Regions from separate parts of the Rattus norvegicus genome. Here region 2 is linked to region 1. Evidence: chromatin contacts called from public Hi-C data. All regions are on one chromosome and are shown on one strand. Each heading gives the region's core, a stretch centred on a gene start, on an enhancer-like site or on the middle of the called end of the contact. The rest is flanking DNA. Distances are from core to core; before and after follow the strand shown. Region 1 has its middle 63 kb from the start of Dsc3. Region 2 holds the start of Dsg2 (desmoglein 2).

The links. A called contact is a pair of places that touch in the nucleus more often than the background predicts.
Region 2: a Hi-C map of liver shows a contact between it and region 1, with 3 times the contacts expected there. The contact joins the promoter of Dsg2 here to the enhancer-like site in region 1. A contact is called at or near these places in 8 of 12 Hi-C or Micro-C datasets (the A7r5 cell line, Schwann cells, frontal cortex and 4 more).

What each region holds. Positions count from the first base shown.
Region 1 is chr18:11,624,316-11,626,912 of GRCr8, reverse strand. No RefSeq gene overlaps it. Among named protein-coding and RNA genes, the nearest start is that of Dsc3, 63 kb to the left of the region's middle. Within about 2 kb of position 1,297, at least 3 of the 93 cell types and tissues checked have an H3K27ac peak or open chromatin away from gene starts, as enhancers often do. A contact at or near this core is called in kidney and liver, where this site is marked.
Region 2 is chr18:12,119,978-12,122,574 of GRCr8, reverse strand. It overlaps Dsg2 (desmoglein 2), which reads right to left and starts at 1,288. Exons shown (of 15, transcript NM_001427278.1): 1 at 1,106-1,288. The coding sequence starts at 1,165.

The sequences.
Region 1 (2,597 bases), core at 48-2,547:
AACCTTGCTTTGGGCCTCTGTAGTTCCACTTCCGGCTAACTGTTCTTGTTAAGTGAAGTGTGTCAATCCAGAACATGTCTTCTTGTGCTTAAAATCTCCCTGTTGAGAAACGTTCAGTACTACAGTGGGGTCCCAAGTACCCATTGTAGTCACTGGCAGGCTAATAAAGACCTTCTTTTGGCATACAACCCTGTCTGAGCCGTCTTCTCTGGTGAATATGCCACGACGCTATCCATCCATGTTTACTAGCATGTAACAAGGTACCAAGTCAATATCAAAGGGATGTACATGCCCCTCAAACTCTCCGTGTAGCTGAGGAGAACCTTAAATTTCTAACCCTCTTGCATCTACCTCCCAAGTGTTAGGAAGTCCAAATGTGCAACTCCATGCCCATCCTAAGCCAATATTTATTATTACTTAATTATTTTATTTATTTACATCTCAAACGTTTCCCCACCAGGTCCCGCCTCTAACAATGTTTATTATGGCAGAATGGTGTAAATTTGAATTCATTGATGATACGCTCTAGATCTAGCCCTAGATAGAATCAATGCAGACCCATTTTGAGTCTAAAGCGTGATCTAATGTATGACCACTAGATGGCACTCTATATCGATGAATTTTGTAGTTTTCCTTGCTCCTGTTACAGGATGGACAAATTTTCATGCACTGAAATATTTTAAGACAAATTGAGTGACTTATATTAGTTGAAGCACATGAAGAAACTTTTCAGATAATACTGAAATAGATTTTTTTGTAATTTGTTGGAATTTCTACTCTGTTAATGTTTTGGGTTACAGCTAAGTAGCCAGCATTTCTGGCACCAAACTGTCAATGTTGTGTGTGGGAGATGGTATGATTCTTGCAAGAAAATATTGATTTTAGGTTTCAGTCATATGTGGAAACAAGTTTTAGTAGCAGCATTTACAACGTTGAATTGATTAAAGGTACTAGCCCACCCCTACAAGTCCCCAGGGAATATTTCCTTGGCTCAAAAAAAAAAAAAAATAGTATGGAGATTCCCTTTTCCCCTCAAAGGGAGGGTTGTGGGATTCCCAGATGGAGACCTTACAGTGCAGCACTTTCTTATGGCCATTCCACAGGGGAAGAGCATGCTCGATATTATTTGTAAGTCAGTGCTGTATCAATCTCTCCATTGAAACATTCTATCCTGCCGACGATCATTAAACAGGAAGGTTAAAAAACTCAAACTAGCTTCAGGAAGCTAGCCAGATTCCTGGAACTGGCCAGATTGACTAGGCTCCTCCCTGCCAGAGTTAGTAATAAAAGCCAAGAGTCCCTCTCCAATGAAGTGGAACTGAGCTTCAAAGAAGACACCAGTCCAGCTGCCTGGAAAAGGCTTTGAGTAGAGTCACTCGGAAAGGATACTCTTCAACCCACTGAGCTGCCTGCAGGCTGTGCAGTGAGATCCAGGTTCCCAGTCTTTATGAACTGTCTGTCACCTGTGCTATGGTGAGCTTTGGTGATACAACTGTGAGTCATTTGTGTCCCTATGAGTAACCCCTCACCCATATTCCTGTAAATAACTCCAACAAATGCATTGGCTTACTAGGTCGGACTCTGGTGGTGCCCACACTTTGATGTGTTGTGGGATCGGAGTGTGGGATCAGAGTGAGTGGATGTGTGTATTGTGTCCCCCTAGGAACATTTCTGTCACACAACACCCAGGAGAGAAATACCATGTGAAGTGAGTGTAGATTACCTATAGAAATAGGAAATAAATTTAACCTAAGATAAACCCAAACCACCAATGGTGAATTCTCGAACATTAGTGTTCCAATCCTAAAAGTATTTTTAACATCACACATTGCCATTTTAAGGCTGCAGGAAGTACTTAACATTGGTTAGATCATTAATGGAGCTTGGAGGTAAATTACATCTTGTTTGCAAGGGGTAACTGGGAATAAGCCAATGTCAGTGAGCCAAACTGAGCTGATACAAACAGAAAAAAGAAAGCACAAGCCCAGGGCTGTCACAGGCTGTCACAGGTACATCTTCCACACCTCTGTGGAATGCTATTTTTACTACAGGTTTATGTGCTGATTAATAAGCTTGTGGGATTAATAAACTGAAAGCACAAAGGACAGATTCTGCCTCATTGTTTACTGGATTAAATAGAAAAAGAAAATCTCTTGGTGAGCTGTCACTGCGGCCACATACGGGTGCAATTAAACCCACACCCATGTCGTCCATGAGGAGACTTGATAGTGGTACCGTGCCTTGGGCAGAAAGGGATTCAAGTCTGATTAATCACTTCTGCGGGTTGATTTTAAATTAAGCGATCAGGTTTGATTTATTGTTCTTTGCTGCCATCCTGTGGACATCTGAGATATGAATCAAGTGGAGGAATGAATGACTTGAGCTCTCTGCTTTGAGGAGCAACGTGGCAACAGATGTCTGAGTTGGGCACGCTCCTTCTGTCTGCAGAAAGAATGGCCTTAAGTGGCATTCATTCATTCTCTCTGTCCTTCACTCCTAGAAGGAACAGATCTACTTTAAAATGGTCTTTGCATAATGCATGGAGGAGAAAAGTCTCGAGAGGATTTACAAAATTCAGAGAAATGACGGTCTCTTAT
Region 2 (2,597 bases), core at 39-2,538, 500 kb before region 1:
CCAAGCTGACTGTGGAAAGGGAGTTCAGGGAAATCTTTTGTTGAATTTACTCATTTTCCTTCTGTGTTTCCTTAAAACAACAAGGGCAACAACAAACCTATTGTTTTTCTCCACCGGTACCACACCACTCAGGATCCCATTCCTCTCTCTCCTACTGTAACTCCTCTCTGTCTGTCTGTCTTTCTCTCCTCTCCCACAGCCACAGCTCTAAATGTTTAGAGGAAGAACTTCCAGTAGAGTGAATACAATTACTTCTTAAATTTCAATCATGATGTAAGAAAATAGGGTATCATTTTGTGTCTAATATCTCTGAACCTATTGGTGAAGTCTCTGAGATATGATCCCACAATTTACCAAAACCTAGTTGGCAAATCTCGGTAAGTCACAGGCATTCATTCCTAAATTATATGCAATTTCGTTAGCAAGCAAGCAAGCAAACAAACAAACAAACACGGCCACTTAAAATCCAAGTAAAGCATAGAAACCAAACGTACGAAAGAAATCTAGACCTTGGGTCTGAACCTCTCGTGTGGAAAACCCTTTCTTTCAAATAGGCCATTCCTTTGATGAGAGTGACTTCGCTTTCCTTCTAAATTATAAAACCTATTACATACATTCATTTAAATACCGGGAAAGTACTATCAGCTCAGGAGGGTAACCAAGGTACTTTTAAGAGTAGAACTTTAAACTCTGTAAACAATACTTTTAGAGTAGGCATTTTTAGTTGTCATTATTCACTCTAGGAACTCGGGTGCTTCCTGGTTTCCCGGTTCACTGACTATCGGTAGCTGGAGGAGCTGGAGGCTGCGGGAACTTTAGCGAACTTGCAAGAGGGTGCGCGTGGGGCTTCCCACTGCCTCCATGTTTCTCAGAAGGCTCCAAACAAAGCCTTGGGCCCCTAGGAAGAGGGTTCCTTGCAAGGGGCTCACCGCACTCACAGATCCCAGTTAGGAAAGGTCACTGGGACCTGAGTGTGACGGTCACAGGGAGAGAGTGATTGAGCGCGCGCCCACCCTGCTCGCCCGCCCTATGTTGGGCCCTGCGCTGTCCCACTGCGGGGACAGCGGTGCCTTCTTGGCTAGGGCGCGGGGGTCACTGCACTTACCACCGCCAGCAGCTGCAACAGCAGCAGTAGGGTGCACCGGCCGCTCGGGCTCCGCGCCATCGCCTCGCTTCGCCGCGCCCTTGCCGCCGGGCCTTGCCAGAGTCCCGCCGATCCTCCGGGCCAGGTCTCTCCCGGGGCCGCCCTTCTCCGCCTCCGCCCGGCCCGGGGTGCGGTTCCAGGTGTGGCCGGGTCAGAAAGGGTAGCCGGGAGCCGGGCCGCAGTCTGGATGGAGGAGGGGAAAGCGCTCGCTCTGCCAGGAGGTGCGAGGCAGTTCCCGCCCTCCGCACCTGGGGCCGGTGACGTCCCCCGCAGGGGACCTTGGGTGGCTGGCCCCGCCCCGACGTGTCCCCTCCTCCTCCGGGATCACCTCCCTTGCAGAGCTTTCTAGACACTGTCCAGACCCCAAGACAGAGGATCTAAGGAGCAGGACTCGACCCACGATCACAAGGCTGCGGTGATAAAGGGCTGGGGGTTATGGGAATAAGCACAGGTGGACGACGTGGAGACACGCGGGCCACGTGGCGTGGGGCCTGCTGTTGTGAGCGTGGCTTCAGTAGTGTCTCTTTTAAAGGCCTCTCACCTGGTCTCTGTGGCCCTATTCGGCCGGTTTGCAACTTTTCTGGCTCTGTGAGGAGAGCGTAGAAGACTCACAGTAGGGCAAAAGAGACAGGTCTTTGATCTGTTGAACGAGATTAGTGACTACCCAGCATTGGATTACTGTACGAATAAAATTAGAAAATTCATATGCAGTGGCCAGCTCTTAAGGACTCAGTGATAGTTGTTGAAATTAAAACAATATTTTTGCAAGAGTGAGTAAGCGTTAAATTGAGCTCTGTTGTTGTTCTTATTTAGACATAATCTTGCTTGTGAACCCAGGCTGTCCTCACACTTGAGATCCTCCTGCCTCATCCTCCTTGCCTAGTTCTGTGATCACTGGTGTGTTACCAGGCCTGGTTAAACGAAGTCTTGGAGAGCAGAAACTGAAGGTGGGTGTCCGCACAGATTGGAAAAGTCCCTGTTGCATGTAAAAAGCAAAGTATTATGGAAAACACTCAGGCAAATGTTCAACATATGTGAATATTCATGTTAGTTATCTGCACACATACATTTGGAACGAACACAGCAAATAACGGTGTTTGCCGTAATCTTTAGCTAGTGGGAGGGTGGTCTTTGTAAGTTTTAATTCTCATATCCTATTAACATTTCTGCTTATTTCTGGCTGCTGTTGTGGTAGTGGAAGGCTCTATGCCAAGAGGGCTTACAGGAAACAGACCAATTTGTCACGAAATTTAGCTGGACTAACTGAGTCATGTCTCAGTTTCAAGCTGACATATTTTTACAGTTCAGCACCATCATCTCTAAGCCCCTTTCTCCCCGAGTCTGCAATAGCATATCCTCTCATTTACAGTTTAGTCGCTGGCCATCTTTCTCTGTTCCTTATATGGTGGCTGGTTGGTATAGGAGTTGGGGACTAGGCTGAGCGACTCAAGAT